Regions from separate parts of the Sus scrofa genome. Here region 1 is linked to region 2. A link is a contact called in public promoter capture Hi-C data. All regions are on one chromosome and are shown on one strand. Each heading gives the region's core, a stretch centred on a gene start, on an enhancer-like site or on the middle of the called end of the contact. The rest is flanking DNA. Distances are from core to core; before and after follow the strand shown. Region 1 holds the start of ENOSF1 (enolase superfamily member 1). Region 2 holds the start of YES1 (tyrosine-protein kinase Yes).

Region 1 (2,846 bases), core at 98-2,597, 110 kb after region 2:
AGCCTATATTCTGGCCACATGCCTCCCCCCAAAAAATCAAGAAAGCAGGAAATAGTAGTGGTAAACAAATGGGTAACACGAGAATTAATGTTGATCCATGTGTAAAGTTATCTCCATATGGCACATGAGTAGGGCAGGACAAGGGAAAAGAAGGGCTATTTCCTATTAACATTTGCATTTCAGACTTCACTTGGAAAATGGTAAGATGCAGCCATCTGGCCTCCAATTCTCACAGGGTCATAATCAGCTGGAGCTGACTGGCTAACCCTTAGCTGCGGCAATTGCCTGTTTCTTACCCCCTTGCATCCTGGTGCCTACCTAGCCCCGGTAGGCATCTAAGTTAACCATCTCAGTCCTGAGCCAAGGAATTCATCCAACAGGGCTATATGTATGCATCCTTGAGCAGCAGATAACCTGGGTATCCCTGAGAACACCCCTGCCACACCCTCAAGAACACATTTCAATGGACTCTTACCTATATAGTATTGCCTCCCAAACATTTAACCCTCCAAACAGTCCTCAGTGGTGGTACAAGGCAAGGGGTTGTGACCTCACCCCCCAAAAAATAATATAAAACTTACTGTGTGCACACTTGGTGGGGGGAGATGTCCATAGCCTCCACCGTGTTGTCAAAGGGATGCTACAGCTTTGAGCCTCAGAGTCCCTGCAACTCTAAGAGCCCTTGAGTTTGCAGCCAGGACACTTAACTAGCTATGTGGCTTTGGGCAAATAATTTACATCACTTAATCTCTCTGAATCCCCAATTCACCAATAAAATGGGCATGACCTGCCTTCCTTGCAGTGTTGGGGGATAAGAGGTAAAGTATTCAAAGTACTGCATCAGCAGGGATGTAATAAATGGTGACCCACCTCTTAATTTATCAAACAGGCTGAGGTCACTTAAAGACACAGGATTTTCCAGCACAAGGCTGTCCTGGCTGAGCCGCATGGACCTGCAGACTGAGGTCAGGAATTGAGCCCAGGGCCGAATCTGCGGATTGCACTCTGACCAGACTCGGCTTCTTCCAGGGTGCTGCTCTGGGTACGGTCACTTTGCTAGTTTCTAGTCTGGGTGGAGCAGGGTCCTGCTGGGGCACTGACTCGGTGTGGGGTCAGCCGAGACCCTGAGCGAGTCTACCTGGGGGCGGGCAGGGTGGCAGTAGGCAGCACCCCCACTGCGGGACGGGAACTTGGCGCAAAGAATCGCGAATCGAGGACCTAGAGCTGAGCTGGCCCCTTGGGTCGGGCCAAGTTCTCGAGCGCGGCCACGCCCCCGGGCTGCGCGGCCAATCAGCCCCCGCCAAGCCCGGCTGTGCACCCTTCCGGCTGTGCACCCTTTCAGCTGCGCACACAGTGTCCTGCAGGGTTGGCGTCTCCCCGACACAGGGCGACATGGTGCGTGGCAGGATCTCCCGACTCTCGGTCCACGACTTGCGCTTCCCCACGTCTCTCGAGGGCCACGGCTCAGACGCTATGGTAGGTGCTGCCCAATGCCTCTGGTCTCATCGACGCCAGGGCCCTCCTTGGCGCCGGGCACCCCGTGGTCCTGGAAAGGTTCCCAACTTTGGAACTGTTGCTTTTGTGAGTGGAGAGGCCGGGAAGGGGAATGAAAGTTTTTAGAGATTCTACACTCTCCTAGGTTTTATTTTTTTCTTATTGTTTTTTGCTTTGCTGGAGTTTAGTATTTCCTGTTTTTACTTTTATGACTTGCATTTTGCTGGAAATGGAGTGCATGATATGCAACAACAGCAAAACGGTGGTGGTGTCTCCCCATCAAACCTTAGACTTGACATGGTTCGCGGTGGTAGAGACCAGAAAGCCCCTGGCAGGGTGATTTAGGTGGTGATCCTGCCTCTGCCACAATTTGCAGTGACCAGAAGATCCTAACCTCTCTGTGCTTCTTGGGCTTATCTGTGAAATGAACAATTCACAGTCTGCCTGGGAGACCAAACAAGCTCGTAGTAACAGGTGGTTTGAGAGGAGGCTGAAAACATGAATAGAGAGGATGTGTCACTGTGAACAGTTAAGCAGATGTCAATCTGTGGAAATGCAGTAAAGTACACACTGAAGGACATTTTTGCTCTGAGACACCCCACACCAGCACCACCTTCAAGTGCAGTATTTCCCAAACACATGAGCCCTGTGCAGGGTCTCCTCCAGCCTGTCCCTGGGACACTGCCCTTCCAGGCCCACTCATGAATGGCCACACTAGAAAAGTGTGGTTATGTAATGAACATGGGAAGCATCCAATTTAGGATAATGATTACCCATTACTTGTAGGGGGTGGGGAATGGATACCTCAGGACTGACTTTAACTGTACTTTTGAGCTGGGTGGATGTTCCTCACATTCCTTGTCCTTGGTGTACTTGAAGTGGTTTCTTGTTAAAAAGTGCTGAAGTTGGAGTTCCTGTCCTGGCTCCGTGGTAACGAGCCCCACTAGTATCTGTGAGGACTCAGGTTCCATCCCTGGCCCCACTCAGTGAGTTAAGGATCCCCTAATGCTGTGGTTGTGGTGTAGGCCAGCAGCTATAGCTCCAATTCCACCCCTAGCCTAGGAACTTCCACATGCTGCGGGTGTGGCCCTAAAAAAAAAAAAAAAAAAAAAAAAAAAAAAAAAAAAAAAAAGATGCTGAAGTTCTTTTTATTTAATTTTTATTTTTATTTTGTCTTTTTGCCTTTTCTAGGGCTGCTCCCACGGCACATGGAGGTTCCCAGGCTAGAGGTCTAATTGGAATTGCAGCTGCTGGCCTACACCACAGCCACAGCAACACCAGATCCAAGCCGCGTCTGCGACCTACACCGCAGTTCATAGCAATGCCAGATCCTCAACCCACTGAGCAAGGCC
Region 2 (3,073 bases), core at 391-2,890:
TTGCCCAAGAAAATTAAGGGCAAATGATGTTTCAGAAGCTAAATCAAATAATAAAGCACCATGTTACATGTACCTTTTAATGTGAATGCCTATGCTTATCTTTGGTACATTTAATGAGCTGAAATTTTTTTTTCAAACCCTTATATGCATTTACTAAGTTCCTAGAATATCAGAATACTGACACGTGATGGTACTACTTCATATTTGTCGAAGATGTTTCTGAATTTCGCTAAAAACCACAAAGGAAACCAACAGCCCCAACATTGTTGTGATAATCCCACCAAAGAGGAAATACGAAGAGGAAGTTAATCTGAGTCTGAGAGGGCAGAAGTGATTTTAGCAGAGGATTCAGCCCTTTCAGACACTGAGTGACCCTCAGTTTTTTTTGTTTTTTTTTTTTTTTTGGCTTTTTGCTATTTCTTTGGGCCGCTCCCGCGGCATATGGAGGTTCCCAGGCTAGGGGTCTGATCAGAGCTGCAGCCACCGGCCTACGCCAGAGCCACAGCAATGCGGGATCCGAGCCGCATCTGCAACCTACACCACAGCTCACGGCAACGCCGGATCGTTAAGCCACTGAGCAAGGGCAGGGACCGAACCCGCAACCTCATGGTTCCTAGTCGGATTCGTTAACCACTGCACCACAACGGGAACTCCCTGACCCTCACTTTTAATCTCAGCTTCTTCGGGACCCTCTCCTTTTCTTCTCCATCGGCGACTCACTACAAGGCCAGTAGGAAAAGGTGCTTGGATGCAGGTGAGCAGGATTCCAGTTGGGGCTGCTCCGCGTTCGTCGGGGTGGCAGTCTCAGTTTCCACAACTGTCGAACAGGACAATACCTGTCCAGTTCCTTCGTTGGGATCTTGCCACGATCGCCTAAGAATACGGTCTCCTAAAACAAGCCAAAGCCACCATTACTGGGAGAGTCGCCAACAGAACTCGGCTTGGGTTCCCTCTCTCCGCAAGGCTGGTTCGACCAATAGTCAACAGGAAGCTCCTGGGGCTGGGACAGGATCCCTGGATCGGAAGGAGGCCAGACGCGAACGTTTTTTGGACGGCAGTCAGGACCGTGATGAGGGTGTTAGTAACGCCCCTCTGGCTCACGCGGCTGGCTGAGATTTTACTACCAACGACAAAGGGTGCGGAAGCATAGCGCTGAGGGGCAAGCACCCAACTCACCATTTCCCCCCTCCCCCGTGCCTACCCCGCAAAGACAAAGCCCCCGGCAACTACAGAGAGCCTGGCGAAGATAAGGGGAAACTACGACGGGGTGGAAGCGAACTCCCGCTCCATCTCCCGCCGCAGCCGAGCGGGCGGCCACAAGGTCCGCGGGTGGGGAGGGGGCGCTGTGGTACTGCGCTCCTCGTGGAGAAGCGCCTCCTCCTCACGCCCCCTTAGCCTGCGCCGCCTCGGGAATCCGCCCCGGACCCCGCCGCCATGTTGGGTCGGGAGAAGTAACTCGGACTCGCCGCTGACCCCGACCGCCGGAGGGCGGCCAACAGCCCAGGAGGGGCGCGTGCGGAGGCCGGAAGGCGGGGTCGCTGGAGCTCCGCGCCGCGCGAGTTCCGGTGACCGGTCGGCAGCGCAGGTAGTCCTCGCCCCCGCCCCCGCGCAGGGGGCGGAGCCTGGAGTGAGGGCGGGCCCCGCACGGGGAGGAGGCGGAGCGTGAGGCCGAGGGGTGGGAGAGCCCGGGAATTCCCTCCTCCTGAAGTAGCGAGTCCTCCGCTGGCTGTGCAATCGTTCCTGCCGCCGGGCGCCTGGGACGAGGAGGTGGAGGAGGGAGAGGGCCCCGCGGGCCTCGCCTCCGCCCGCCGCCCCCTCCCCGCCAGCCCTCCCCGCCGTCGCGGCGACTCATGCGAGCGCAGCTGGAGGGCAGGTAAGGACCTTTCGGGGCCCCGCGGGGGGAGGTGGCCGACCCCGGCCCACAGCAGTAGGCCCCGGCGCCCGGAGGCGCCGCTGCTCCCCGCCCCCGCCCGCTCCGAGTCGGGAAGTTGGGGAGAAACTTCTCCCCTCCCCCGGCCCCGCTAGCCCGGCGGGTGTGTCTCCTTCCCGGCGCTACCTGCTTGCCCCCAGCCTGGGTCTCCGCCCCGTCCAGCCCTTCTCCATCCCGCCCTAGTCCGCCCTAAGGTCCTCGCTGCGCTGGGACATCCGCACAAGCGTCTATAAGGTCGTGCGGGCCGTCGGCCAAGGGGGCAGCGAGGTTTATTTTGGCCGAAGTTAGGGGTGAGGGCTGTGGCCTCTTTCCGACCCAGGGGTCGGGGGTCTGCGCGTTGGCGGACGCCGGGTGGCAACTGTGCCGGGAGAGCGGGCGTGGTTGGGGGGAGCGAGTGGGTGAGCCTCTCGCTGCACTTGGTTTGATTGAAAACCGCAACATGTTAAAGTTTTCCTTTGTTTTGGGTTGGGGGTTGGGAAATATGCCGTTCTGCGGGCACTTTTACATTGTTTTGCAGTTCTGCCTCCCATTTGGTTCGGTTCTCTGTCCGCATGTGTTAAAGAAAATTTTGTTTTTAATATGTTTTTCTTTTTGGTAATTGCTTTCCGCTTTTGCTTCATTGGACATGGGGCAGCGTTGTTTTAAGAAGCTCTTCGAAAATCAAGTCCGATGTAGAGACCGCTTTAATTTTTGCTGTGTGGTGGTTGAATTATTTTCTGCTTAATTAAAACAGGCATGGAATGACAATTCATAAATTATTAAAGAAATGAAAAGTTGAGTCTCCATTCGAATAAAACTTTATGTTCATGCCATTATCATGGGAACATACATAGTTTCCACTGGTATGTGTGTTCACATAGATGATTTCACATATACCTATATGTGATTGTAGTATATTCGTGTATTGCAGCTGCAGGATTGCAGTACCAAAGTTATCTTGATAATTCTAGTGTGTTTAAACCATCCTGTTAAATGTTTATAGTTAAATTACATGAGGAGGAAAATATTACTATATATGTACATGTAAGTGTGCATTTAAAGCAAAGAAAGTATGTGGCAAATCTAATATCTTAGCTAGCACAATGGTTGGCACACAGTGGACAGGAAACAACATTTTGAATGGACAGGTAATGGAGTGTCTTG

The links. Promoter capture Hi-C pulls out the DNA fragments that hold promoters and counts their contacts.
Region 1: a promoter capture Hi-C map of liver shows a contact between it and region 2, with 4 times the contacts expected there. The contact joins the promoter of ENOSF1 here to the promoter of YES1 in region 2. A contact is called at or near these places in 1 of 5 promoter capture datasets (liver) and 2 of 47 Hi-C or Micro-C datasets (epiblast stem cells and liver).

Annotation. Positions count from the first base shown.
Region 1 is chr6:105,611,911-105,614,756 of Sscrofa11.1, forward strand. ENOSF1 (enolase superfamily member 1) reads left to right here and starts at 1,348. Exons shown (of 16, transcript NM_001243617.1): 1 at 1,348-1,476. The coding sequence starts at 1,393.
Region 2 is chr6:105,504,444-105,507,516 of Sscrofa11.1, forward strand. It overlaps YES1 (tyrosine-protein kinase Yes), which reads left to right and starts at 1,641. Exons shown (of 12, transcript XM_021096152.1): 1 at 1,641-1,873.